4 separate regions of the Mus musculus genome follow, and regions 1, 2 and 4 are each linked to region 3. Evidence: chromatin contacts called from public HiChIP or PLAC-seq and promoter capture Hi-C data. All regions are on one chromosome and are shown on one strand. Each heading gives the region's core, a stretch centred on a gene start, on an enhancer-like site or on the middle of the called end of the contact. The rest is flanking DNA. Distances are from core to core; before and after follow the strand shown. Region 1 holds the start of Amer1 (APC membrane recruitment 1). Region 2 holds the start of Msn (moesin). Region 3 holds the start of Klhl15 (kelch-like 15). Region 4 holds the start of Zc4h2 (zinc finger, C4H2 domain containing).

Region 1 (3,405 bases), core at 576-3,075, 1.2 Mb after region 3:
TGAAGTCAAAGCAGGGCAGAGTCAGATGCTGGAAATAAAAGACCAGCTGCAAAGATGTGTTGAGGTCTGGTCAATTAGGTAGGGGTGAAAATAATGTGGTATCCCCAATCCTAGCTTGGGTGTATGTGTGTGTGTCTATATAGCTATATCTATAGATAGATAGATAGATAGATAGATAGATAGATAGATAGATAGATATCCCATGTTAACGTTACAAAGTAAGAGATTTATTTACTGGGTCTCAATGCCCCACTATAAAGCTGTCCAGCCTGCACAGTCCCTTAGTCAAATCCCCTCTCTTATTCTTCAGGAATGCCTTAATAGTCCAGAGTGGTGCACAGAGTAGGGCACTCGAAGGAATGGGCTTTGTTGGAATCTCCAATGGTAGGACAGAAAGTCCAACAATGCAGTGCCCGGAGACCAGTCCATACCAGTGTTGCTGAGGCAGGCCAGCCAGAGACGCAGAAGACATATGCGAACAGGGCTGTCTACACTTCTCTCAAGGCGAGTCCAGCGACAGGGAGGATGGTCCTGCTGTATTAGTCCCGCTGCCGCCTTTGCCTCCCATGGCTCATCTGGCAAGCTTAGCCCCTCAAAGGGGAGCTCAGGAGAAATCACGCCTTTGGGCGGTCACCAGTGTCAGAGGTGTCTGCAGCAGACAATGACAGCAGTCTGGCAGGCTGGGTATTTTAAGTAACTGAGAAGTTGTAGGATTTGTCTGCCTTATATATACTGTGTGTTCTTTACTACAACGACGGCCCCCTCCGCCTCTAGCAGGGAAATCCCCCCACAATATTGTGCCTATTGCTATTTTAAACCAAAGGCTGGAGAGAAAAAGAAAAAAAAACGCGCCCTATGCCCTACAAGGGAAAAGAGGCGCGTAGGGGGTGGGGGCGGCAACAAAGCGGCCTTGCAGCTCTAACCCAAGGGCCAGTAAGAGCTCCTGGTCCAGCCCGCCTGCAATGGGGGTGGGAGCCAAACGACAGACTGGAGGCCCAGGAGGGGGTGCGGCTGGTTGGGACCATAGGACCAAGGTTCCAGGATAAGTGGGAAGTTCAGAAACCCAACTGTGCTCCCTTGAGGAGGAACAGACTGTGGATATCTTAATCCACCCTAAAGCCAGTCTCAGTCTGGCCATAAGCGAGCGCGCCAGCTTCCTCTGCAGAGGAGAGACATAGGAGATGCACCGCAGAGGGGAGGGGCCACAGCAAGGCCTCGCGGGTGAGCAGCACCGGCCTAACAGCTGTTCCAGAAAATATACTACAAACAAAGATAAGGAGTTCCCGGCCTGCAAATGCGTTCTCCGGGTGCTGGCTAGCGGCGCCCTTCCCGGAACCACGCAACAGCACGTGTGGGCCCATCCCAGCCTCCCATTACAACCTAGAGGCGTAGCCCAGGATAGTCCGCCCGCCTTCCGGCCCTCCCACCCCACCCCCCAGCCACGGTCGCCCGGACCCTAAAGACTAACGGCCGCTGGGCCCTTCGCTGGACAGTACGCAAAGCGAGTTCAAAGAAAGACCAGCAAGAGGCTGGGACTCCGATCAGCCAGGCTCTGGAAACCCTAGTCCAGGAGACCAGAGCGGAGCACGCGGGGATGCACTAGACCTTCAGCAGGATGGCTCTTAGCTGTGTGCAATGCTTACCCTGCCAGGTCCAGCTCCCAGCGCTGTTTATTGTCTGCTGCGCTGCTCCGATTTGAGCTGGAGCCTCTGCTGAGAACGCCACCACTGCTCCTGCCGCAGCCTTCACCGGGACTACAGCAGTCTTCTGCGCCGACTACCCTTCTCCAGGCTCTGGGCAGCTCCCCCATACCCCCTTCACCCCGGACTCCACAGTTATAGGGTGGGACGTCCGTGATATGATTGGCAGGCATACAGTCCAATCATGACGGCTGGAAGGCATGCCCTCGCCCGCCCACTGTTTTCCTTGGTGCTTCTCTCTTTAAATGCAAATAAATCGGGCGTGGTATTGGCAGGGGGGCGGAGAGGTTGTCGAACCCCTTGCAGGGACTCCCTACTTCCGCTCCCACGCGGGGCGGGTTTCAGCGTGGCTACACACCCTACTCCCGGAGCTAGTCCCGCCCAAATGGGACTTGCCAGACTCTTGGAACTCGGTTTCGATTTTGCATACATTCCTCATTCCTTAACTTGGTGCTTTTGCGCTACTGCTCCCAGGTTGCTACCAAAGAGTTTCTCCACTCAGTTCGAGACTAGCTGTGAGAAGTGGGGGAGAAAAGGAAGGAGCCAGAGATTGTGGGGCCTGCAGAAACCTTTAGCACCATGGTTGGCTAATTATTAAGAGTGGCAGCAGGGCCAGGTGGCTGGTCTTCCCAGAGAGGAAATCACCTGTCAGGAAAGTGACCTGCCTCTTGGTCCTCCCACCCCCACACCACCTGGCTCCTTAGCCCTGCACTTTCCTTGCTTGCCCCAGGCTCTTAGGGAAGGCAAGATTGAGGTCAACTACCATCAGTGCTGCCTGGGAAAAGGCACTTCACCTCCGTTACTTAGACTGCCAGTAACTGGGACATATTTGGAATATAGACCTATACTTACCTTTCAGGGTACCTTTCACTTTTCTTCCCTAGGAAAATAACTGTTTTTAGAGTATACTATTTCAATAGTTGGCCTCTCACCTAAATTCCATACCTTCCAACGAACATGGAATGATTCTCAAGATCTCCAGGCGGGCAGTGGTGGCACATGCCTTTAATCCCAGCACTCGGGAGGCAGAGGCATGCGGATTTCTGAGTCTGAGGCTAGTCTGGTCTACAATGTGAGTTCCAGGACAGCCAGGGCTATACAGAGAAACCCTGTCTCCAAAAACAAAAGCAAAATTAAACAAACAAAGATCTCCAGAGCACACTTCATCAATTGTGAGTCTGGTCTGTGCAGATCCCTTTTCTAGATAGGGAAAGAAGTTTTGTGTGAGCCCTAACCAGAGGTCATACTGAGGAACACTGAGGAGGCCTGTCAGACCAGCCTTACAGGCTACTGTGTCTGGAATGTGGCAACGGGCCAGCTGAGCTTAGGCCTCTAACTAGCCTAAAGACATTAAGTGGCATTAGTAACTGCCAGTGCCAGGTGAGCTGGAGCAACAAAGAATCCGGTTGTATAACCAGCTCTGGAATGTACAGAAATCCCAGCTTGAAAACTCCTTCAATGTCTAAAAGGGGAGGGAGAAGTGAATTGAGGGTGAGGATCAGAGAAGGATTAGAAAACAATGGCAGTCCCCACCTCCAACCCCCAATGAATAGTCACCTGTTGCCCTGTTGGATCTTGTCTACCTTGTAAATACACAGAAGCTGAACTAGTGAGACGTGGACTGCTGCCACTGCCTGTGTGAAGCTAAGGAATTGTTGTGGCTGTTAAGGGCTGGCATCTATCTACTCTTCTTTCTGCCTCAGAC
Region 2 (3,406 bases), core at 308-2,807, 1.9 Mb after region 3:
CTATTTTTCCTTGAGGCAAATACTTGGGTTTTGACAGAGAACGTTCTTTTTCCCCCCCCCACCTGTCAATGAACTGCGGTATCAGTGACAGAAATAGAGGCATGTTGGCTCATGAGTGTAAATGCAAGACTTTATACAACCTTTATGTTGTAGGCTACTGAATAGGCTACTTCTTTCTCCTCTTTTTGTAATGTTTGGATGGGAAAGAACCTTGGAAACCCTGTAGTTTGGTCATTGTTAAGGAAGGGGAAACTCAATACTAGAGGGGGGAAGGGAATTACCCAAGAAAGTGCAGAGGACACAGGCTGAGTTCATGATGAAACAATGATCTGAAGCCTGGTGAGTGTTGAGGTGTCCTTTCCACTATTCTGTGTTTGACTCTCCATCACTGAGGTATATGGTAATTTACTTCATGAAAGACACACAACCCATGCTCCTGCACAGTTGCCAGAACTGGAGGGCATATATCACCCGAGAGTCTTATACTCTTATCAAAAAGTGAATGTCTGCCTGGTATTGTCTGAGCACTAAGGTGGTAGAAACAGGAGGACTGGGAATGCAAGTCAACTGGCTGCTGTTAGTGCGCTGTGTCAAAGCAAGTGAATGTATAGAACCGGTGTCAGACATCTGCAATCTAGTTGAGGTAGTAGGATTATGAGTTCAAGACAAACCTAAGCCAGTGTCTTAGAACTGAGAGTTCAAGACAAACCTAAGCTAAATAATGAGTTTAGAGCCAGCTCTGGTGACAGACAAAACAAATCCAAAATGTTGGGGAAGGACTAAGGAAAAGACCAAGACACTGATGTGAGGAGAGTGGGAATTGGAGGACTGAAAGTGAACATAGAAGACAGATAATTGGAAAAGGATCCCAGTTCTGGAGAAAATGAAATAAATAAATAATAAACAAACAAACAAACAAACAAACAAATAAATACAAGGTCGAAGGAAATGTCACAGGTTAAATGAGTCCTCTAGAAGGGAGTGAACTGTTGAGGAGGAGCTGAAGTTTAGCCCAGAAGTTTCCTGAGGAGTAGCAGAACTCTCAGGAGCTGCTATGGACAGCAGAGGATTTGTTGTGGTCCCAGGGAACTTAGGTGTGGCATGATTGGAGGTCACAGAGAAAAAGAGGAGTTCAAATGTCCACAAGCGGGAACTTTCTAACCAACAAGGCTTCCTAGAGAGGGAACTCAGCAGTTCTACTAGGCAACGGGTTCCCAACATTGGTAACTCATGGTTCAGGGCTGAAAAGCATCTGCTAGGGTGTGGCCCCCCAGTCAAGCTCTGGCTCAGACTGGGGGCGGAGTCAGATGGTCGAAACTTGGAGGGAGGGGGGCAGTGAGGAAAGGTGGGAGGGGGCAGAGTGGGCACTAGTGGGGAGTGGGAGTCCTTGGGGAGTTTTGGCCCCGAGCCTGGCCCCCCACGTGGCCAGAGTAGCCTCTCTGGGCTGGGCCGGGCTGGGCGGGGCGATGCCCGAAGCCGCGGGCAGGCTGGCGGGAGGGCGGGGAGAGGCGCGGAAGCCCGGCCACATAAAGGAGCGAGCAGCGCAACGGGGGCGGCTCTTTCCTGGGTGGGGTTTGTAAAGTCGTGGCCCGTTAGCAGGAAGCGGAGCAGTCGCCCAACGCTAGAGTGGGACCCAATCTGAGCACCCGGTTCTCCGGAGTCCTTGCCGAAGTGTACTGCGCGCTCAGAGCAGCCCGACAGTTTCCAGCCAAACTTCACCAACTCCTCTGCCCTTGCCGCCACCATGCCGAAGACGGTGAGTGCCGACAACTAGCGCGGTCGGCCCTGGGGGCTCCAAGCTTGACCCTTGCCACTTTATGGCTTCGGGCTTGGTTGCTCACAGGCCTGCCGGGGATGCTGGGCTGTCCACTAAGGCCCTAGGAAGGAGAAGATAGTGGAGCCCTAATTTGAGCGCTCTAGAGGGTGACAGGGTGTACAAACTAGAAGTGTGGATAAGGAGGAGCCAGCCTTTCTCGGGTTCCAGTTCCCCGCCTCTGGGATGAGACAGTGGAAACTCTTTGAGGGACTGGATCAATCCCCTATTCTAAAGGGTCGTTGGGAACTGGGGAAACGACTTTACTTTTGAGAACATTTCCCCGGCCCAGGAATTGGCGCCTTTCTGTAGCAAAGCTATCACTGTCTCAGAAGAGCCCCCAAGCTTACAGAGAAGCGGGGAGGAGAGAGGAAGTTGCCCAGGGCGGATCCCGCACACCCATCCACCTTTCCCATAACCGCCCCTCTTCTACCCCACTTCTGCTCTGTCCCCTTCCACCGCGTCTTAGCCCCAACTGCTTTCCCCAGGGAAATGAAGATTTGTGAAGGGTCTCATCAACTGGGTTACTTTACCCAGGGGTACAAACACTTCATTAGGCACAAGTCTGTGGAGGGGCCCACACAACCCACTGGAAGACAGGGCAGGTTTCTCTTCCTCTATTAAATCCCTGTCAGACATAGTGCCTCTCTATCCCCTCAGGACCGTTTTGTGAGGTATAGGTTTTCTCCTGTGGGGGCCACACCTATCTAGTGTGGTGGTTGATTTGAGATCTGGTCTCCACCCCACTGGCTGTTGCTCGCAGAAGCCTCCAGGGAGTGAGGCCTAGGGGGGCCGGATGCCCAGTAGGGAGGGGTGGGGGAGGGGTATGTGCTTGACTAATGAGCTCTGCTTGCTTTTGTGCAAGTCACGCCAGGTCCTTGCTCATGAAGGCCCTATGACCACCGTGAATTATGTTTCTTAGGTAATGGGGCTTGCTGGGCTCCCATGTTGTATATTGCTAGCCTACCCATCTCTCTAGTACTGCCTGAGCCTGGTAGAACTGAGACAGTGACTAGGATGCTGGAGAAGGGATGAGGGTGCCTCGGAAGAGAGGAGAGTGAATAGATACAGGAGGTCTTTGTGTCTATATTGAAGTTTCCTTGCTACCCTTACTGTATTCTAGCTACACTGCCTAATCGTCCTTGCCTTCTCAGAACTCTGTTCTTAAGAAATACCAAGGTGGGGTTTTTTTTTGGGGGGGTTCTTTTCTTTTTTTTATTTTTTATTTTTTGAGAGAGTCTCCTGGTCTTATATAAAAGTATACTTTGTGAAAGTATATACATATGTGAAATTACAATTTGCTCCCCTCCTCCACTGCCCTCCTGTCGCCTCCTTCACCCCAAGACTTCCGTTCGGCAGGCAGGTTTCCTTCCTCCCCTCAGTTGTCTTCCCTTCTGTTTTCTTATCACATGTATTCCATTTCGGGGCTTTTTACTTGGGCAGGATCTTACCCTATAACCTAGGCTGGCATGGGACTCCCGATGTAATGTAGGTGGCTTTCAGATTTTTTTTTTTTTTTTTTTTGCCAGTCTTCCTGCTTCAGCCTCCACAGTGCTGAGATTACAGGCTTGAGCCATCATGCCTGGCTTGTTC
Region 3 (3,193 bases), core at 80-2,579:
ATCACTTTTAGTCACAGTCTCTTGAAAAGTTCATCAGGATATTCATTTAGAGAGAAGTGGCGATGTGGGGGTGGGGGATGGGCTTCGGTGGTGGAGCTAGAGACAGGGGAAGCAAAGAGATCTGTTAAGATCAGAAATGGTTAACGGTTGTCTTAATTTTTAACTGGTCGTAGAACCAGTGGCTTCAACTGTGTATTTGTCATCTACAGCTCTCTTACAGAGATATATAATAAATTTACAAAAGTCTTACAGTGTATTTCCATTTTCTTAAATCAAGTAAGGGTAGTATTTAAAAGCCATGACCTAGAATTCTAGAGCAGATTTGTAAAACAAACAGACCCCTCCTCAAGGAACAACTGAAATTGGTGCCTTCTGTATATTCCTTCTTGCCTATTTTGATGCAAAACAAACCCGCTTTTTTAGCTCGTACTTTTCTACCTTTGGTGAAGATAATGCCATTTTCGATGACTCTTTCCATCTCTGGGAAATTTGCATGTGAAACATGTAATTTGCATGCGATAAGCTAAGTGGAACCGTGACGCAATGATTCATTGCAAATTGCCTTATAAAAAATGATTGCCATTTGGCGTCCACCTAGTCACTTTTATAACAGGTACCATTGGCAAAACTCCCCTCATCCGACGGTGTGCAAGATGCAAAAATGGAATTTTCCAGGTTTCCTAGCCCTCAACTTGCGCACTGTGTGTTCGCTGCAGCGCCACGGGGCCCACCTCCGGGCCAGGCGGAGTGACCCTGCTGCAGGGGTGGAAGTGCACGGCCGAGTCTCTCCAGCCTCGACGGCAGGGCTCTGAGGGTCAACCTCAGCGGATCCCTCCTGCAGAGCCCCTCTACCTCCTTTCTCTCTGGCCCCGGCCCCGCCGCGTCACCCCCCAACCCCACTACAGTAGCAGGCCCGCCTCTGGGGCAAGGCGCGCAGCTGGCGTGGGACAACCCTCCCTCTACCCGGTTCCCACACCGGCTCCCGTTCCGTGGCGCCGGAAGTGACGCGCCTGGGCTGAAAGATGGCGGCATTGGCGTTCAACCAGGGGGAAGGTAAACACCCGCCAGGCGGCGCGCCGGCCCCCACGGGGCGCCTTCAGGGGCTAAGGGGGCCTCCCAGGCCTGCTCCCTAACCCACGGCTTCCAGTCCCCGCCCTCTCTCGGGGACAGGCTCGGCTCTGCGTCCTCGAGACCCTGGCCCGGGCCCCTAGCCCGTGGGCCCCGCCCCCCTGGGCGGGCCCCGGGCGGCTCCCTCGGCCCGCAGGGGGCGCGAGGCCCGGAGCGGCCCCTGGCTCGTGGCCCTCTCACGCCCCGCCCCTTTCCCGCCCCTTTCCCGCTTTCCTCCACCCCCGGCGTGGGTGATCCCGAGGCTCCGCGCGCTTTGGGGGCAGAAACCCGGAGACGCCGTCGTGTATGTGGTTCCCGCTGGCGTTTCTGTTGCCCTCGGCCCCCTCAGCTGTCCCCCAGTTGGTGGTCCTGAGTCGCCTCTCCAGCCGAGCCCCGTGCAGTGCCGCGACATCCCCCGGTATTGGCGAGGCTGGGCCCCGGCCCCGACGCCGCGCGCGTCACGCCTAGCCCAACTGTTTGGACTCGCCACTCAACCGCTGTCTTCTTTCCCAGGACTGTTTCTCGGGGGGCCTCGGGCTTGCGAGCTCGCCCGGCGCCGGAGCGCTCCGGCCCGGCCAGGGAGCGGCCCCTTGTAGAGGTTCGAGGAGCTATCGCGGTCCATCCCGGCGCCCGACCCTCCCACCGTTCGGCCACTGGCCCACTTCTTCCTGATGCAGACTGCCGTCCACTAGAGGCTGGACAGGACCCCCGAGGTGCGTAGCCGCCCCTGGCCGCCGGCCTGCGGAGCCCAGGCTTTGCTCGCGGCCCCGAGGAAGGCACGGGTTCCGTGGCCCTCACCGCACTGGCCGCACTCAAACATTTTGTAGATGCTGGGAGCTAATTTGTCTTTTGAGTTTACTTAAATTGTTTGAAATGTAAATTTTTTTCTGGTGGGAGGGGGGAGAGAGAGAGAGAGAGAGAGAGAGAGAGAGAGAGAGAGGAGAAAAAAAGGAAGAAGCATAATTCAGCCATTTTTTGCAGCATAGAGCTGCAGGTACCATGATTATTTCCCCCTTAACCGGTTCCTTCCCTTTAAAAATCCTGTTTGTGCCTTAAATAGAACTATGCGAAATGTGCGGCATAATGCGTGCGGCATAATCAGAATGTCTGGGTCCGACTGGGCGACTGAGAAAATCTCGCACTGAGGAGATCTCGGACGGAGCCTCAGTTTCTTATCTATGCGGTGTAGTCGATAATAGCCACATCAGAGAGGTAGTGAGGACTATATGAGGTCATATATGTGAAAATAATCTATAGCTGTATAGTGGTGTAGGAAAATGTAAGGTCATTTTCTTTAGGTAACCTTTGCTTGAGTGGTTAATGTGGCTAACTGTTGCTGCCTCTTCATTTCTATATTATAAGTAAATAAGGACTAGCAGAACAGCGCAGTGATGGATAGCTGTTTAATAGTCAGTGTTCGTTGGCCTTCCCTCTACAAAATGCCAACTGCTTATTTAAATAACGGTATCCTTTAATTCAAATTTAATGTTACTGTAGGGCTTTTCATCTTTCTAGGCCTCTCAGCCCCCTTTCTTATTCAGAATATTTAACACCTTATATTTATTTAGTCTTTTTTATTTTTAAGAGGTTCACTTCCTTTGTCAATCTGATTTACTGTTGTCATTTTAAAAGCGTGTGTGTTTTTTAATTTCAGTGTTTGCTTTTCGTATCTACAGAACAGGATGACTGAATACTTCTAATCATTTGAAAATGGTTTTTCAAGAGCTTACACATGCATCCATGTTTCTCTAATGCTCAGTAGATCCAGCAATGTACAGGGAATTTCAACTTGTTAGCACTTCATGCAATATTTGAGGAATTCAGTTCTTGTTTTTAATCACAGCACTTAGTAGGTGCTTTGAGTCCCATTTCATCAGTGGTAAAGGATGTTAATACTCTTTACTACCTGTTAATTGGCAAGAAATAAGATAGTAAATATTTGTGGCTCGAAAATAGAATTTACTTTCTAGAGTTTCAAAACTGTAGAATGTTTTGGCTTATAATAGTCAATTAAAAGCGAAAGGAGCATTTTGGAGTATATTATTTTTAGTCTTCTTTTTTTTTCTGAGTAGATGTTAAAATTTTA
Region 4 (3,056 bases), core at 334-2,833, 1.4 Mb after region 3:
CCTGATGTCTTTGTAGAAAAAGACAGCAGCAGACCTTCAGTGGGAAACAGAAGAACAGAGCCTTTGTAGGCAGACTCAATTCCTGTGAAAATGTAGCATTGTTAAGCTTCATGAATATAAGAACTCACTCAAATTCTCCAGACCCCCATTTTTCCACTTATGACAAAGGTCACAGGGAACTTGCAAAAATGGATTGAAATGGGGGAGGGGCTGGCATAACAGGGGCTCAATAAATGATCATTTCCTTACTTTGCAAAAGGAAAAACACACAATCCCTCCAAAAGGAAGAAGAAACCAAGATTCTTCACTACCATCACCATGTGTAGATCCCGCAGAGATACCACAAAGGTTAAATCTATTGTCAATTTTGTCAGGGTTAAATTATATGGCCTAATTTTTAACAAAAGATACACTCTATGTCCTTTTTCTTTCTTTTTCCATATGTCTGAAAAACACTACAGATTCAGGGAGTTAGGCACAGCAGGGGAGGCCAACATAGTCAGCATTTGAATTATTATTGTTTTCTTGGCGGGAATAACACTGCAGTATCAAAAACTTGCTCACTGAGTAACCTATTGGAGGTGTGACAATTCTCAGTTTGCCAAACCTCCAGCTCTTGTTCACATCCTCATAGTTCACAACCTTCTTCCAACCCCAGGATAGGAAAAAAAAAAGTGGTGAAAGAGTTACAGGCAAATAAGAACAGCCCACTCCCCAGCTTCATCAGCATCCTCAGACTACAGCCACAGCAAAGTTGCAAACTGAATGAATTGGCCAGTTAAACTTGGCTTTCAAAAGGCTTTCTCAAGCTCTGGGTCATGAGGCTGACAGAAAAATCATTCTCAACTGTTATAAAGCAAGAAGCAAAAAGCGACTTGTTCTAAACAAAAAGAACACTAAAAAAAAAAATACATTTAGTTGTCCTGGTTTATCCCTCTACCTCTATTCTATCTCAGCTACATCTGGGAAGACATCGCCATCTCCACTTCTTCCCTTCTTCCTGGTACACACAACACACACACACACACACACACACACACACACACACACACACTTCCACCAACTACCTCCTCTAGACTTGATTTCAATTTAGCCAAGCCCCTTCATTCTTCACCTCATCTATTAAGTCTGTGATGAATGGACCCCCTTCCAGCTCCTGATTCCCTTTGCAAGTAGCCCAACAATAGATAGTTTTCACCAAACAACAACAACAAAAACAAAAACAAACCAACAACAAGCAGTACTCCTTGCTCCCAGGGATGCCTGGGAAGGGAGGGGTGATCGAGGAGAGTGGAAGGATGCTGCATTAAGCAGTGACCCGCTTACCTGATCTCTTTAATGCTTTCCAATTTGCACATGATTTCTTGTTCATCTGCCATGCTTTTCACTCTCAATTTCACGTCCAGGGAATTGTTTAAAAAAAAAAATGCACCAGCCAAGGCATACAATAGATACAATACAGCCACCTCCTACTGGTTTGTGGCTTTGAGCCTGTGTGGTAAGGGCTTAGAGAAGGCCTGGGAGCTGTAGTCCACAGTTCCGGGGCCAGCCAGGCAACCCGGGTGCCTCTAGAACTACAACTCCCAGAAGGCCAAGCAAAGCATTCCTGTTCCAGTTCCTGTAGCGGCACTTTAAATCAATATGTCACTGATAATTATGTCAAAGATTATAAGCAAAGGAATGAAGATATTTGCCCTACCAATGTGCGGCAAAATGGAGAAAATTTTCTCGAAAGCAGCTAGGAAGATGAGAAACATACCTTTTATCACAAGACTCGGACTCGGGCCTCACGCCTACCCCCACCCCACCCTGTCAACAAATTAAGAAATCATTTATTACAGAATGCCTTGGGCTGGAGAGAAACTGTAGGTGATTTAGCTTCCTAGATGTCAAATTTTCTAGATGCTACCTAGGGATTTGTAGCTTTGACATTGAAATGTAAATAGACTGGAACTGAAAACCGGGGCGGGGGGAGCGGCGGAGACGGGGCTGAACAAGAAAAAGGGGACTCTTCAAAATCAGGAAACCGAGTTGGAGGAAGGACCTCTTTCCTTCTGGTTCCTCATCCACTGAACTATTAGTGTGCTTGTACTTTGCCAGTCAATGAAAGGTTTACTGAGGGAGGCCCTGAAGAGGCAAAGAAAATAAAAGCAAGTTCGTAGCCTTTGTGAAGGAGAGAGTGAAGTATATTGTAAATAGAGCTGTCACAACGCCGAGATAATCAGTGAAACCTGAACATAGAAGGTGTTAATATGTTTTTAAAACTAAGAGTTTTCCAGAGAAGAGTGAGATTTCATGGAAGCAATGGCCTACATGGAGAATGCAAAGGGCAAGTGGTTCAAAGTGCCTGGAATATAGGGTTCTTGAAGTGGTATATTAGAGAGAGAAGTAGAAGCTGTATCAAGAAAAGATAGATTGTAGACACATTTTAAAAATATTTTAGAATGTTTTCTTTGGCTATTTTATGTGTTATACCGTGTATTTCCATCAAATTCACTCCCAAGTTGCTACTCTCCTATCCCTTCCAGAACTATCTCCCTCCTAAATTCATGCATTCTTCCTTTAAGCCATTTTTTGGTGCTACCCGTGCATGCACCGGTGTAGGGCCATCTACTGGAGCATGGACAGTATTATGGAATCAGCATCCCTGAAAAAAAAAACCAAAACAAAACAAAACTGAAGCTCATTCCCTAGCAGCCAGATTTTGAAATACCATGGAGTGTCAGATTAGAGTTTGGAATTCATCCTATAGGCACATAGTTATTCAGTATGCATTTGTGCTTACTGTATGCCAAATAATGTGCAATTATATTTAGAGTATATATCAATTTTTGGTGCTGGAAATTCTACTCAGAACCTTATACATCCTTAGCATGTACTCCACTACTAAGCTACATCTCTAAATTCTAAAGTAAAATAATTTAAAAGCACAGGAGCAATTAAATTGGGGTGATATGAGAAGATGCCAGTGAAAGCAAAGTTTAGAGTTAAAGAAAATGAAAGCTAGTAAGAGGGTATTAGTTATTCAAAGAAGATAGATTCACGTGGAAGCCAGG

Evidence for each region. Promoter capture Hi-C pulls out the DNA fragments that hold promoters and counts their contacts. HiChIP or PLAC-seq counts read pairs in DNA pulled down with a chosen protein or histone mark.
Region 1: a contact with region 3 is called in a promoter capture Hi-C map of pre-B cells, with 3 times the contacts expected there. The contact joins the promoter of Amer1 here to the promoter of Klhl15 in region 3. A contact is called at or near these places in 2 of 39 promoter capture datasets (liver and pre-B cells).
Region 2: an H3K27ac HiChIP or PLAC-seq map of bone marrow-derived dendritic cells shows a contact between it and region 3, with 6 times the contacts expected there. The contact joins the promoter of Msn here to the promoter of Klhl15 in region 3. A contact is called at or near these places in 1 of 39 promoter capture datasets (liver) and 1 of 115 datasets of contacts at active chromatin or transcription factors (bone marrow-derived dendritic cells).
Region 4: a promoter capture Hi-C map of pre-B cells shows a contact between it and region 3, with 2.4 times the contacts expected there. The contact joins the promoter of Zc4h2 here to the promoter of Klhl15 in region 3. A contact is called at or near these places in 1 of 39 promoter capture datasets (pre-B cells) and 1 of 9 other capture datasets (liver).

Annotation. Positions count from the first base shown.
Region 1 is chrX:95,443,015-95,446,419 of GRCm38.p6, forward strand. It overlaps Amer1 (APC membrane recruitment 1), which reads right to left and starts at 1,826. Exons shown (of 2, transcript NM_175179.4): 1 at 1,644-1,826.
Region 2 is chrX:96,094,488-96,097,893 of GRCm38.p6, forward strand. Msn (moesin) reads left to right here and starts at 1,558. Exons shown (of 13, transcript NM_010833.2): 1 at 1,558-1,756. The coding sequence starts at 1,745.
Region 3 is chrX:94,233,601-94,236,793 of GRCm38.p6, forward strand. Klhl15 (kelch-like 15) reads left to right here and starts at 1,330. Exons shown (of 3, transcript NM_001039061.1): 1 at 1,330-1,820.
Region 4 is chrX:95,656,926-95,659,981 of GRCm38.p6, forward strand. It overlaps Zc4h2 (zinc finger, C4H2 domain containing), which reads right to left and starts at 1,584. Exons shown (of 5, transcript NM_001003916.2): 1 at 1,327-1,584. The coding sequence starts at 1,379.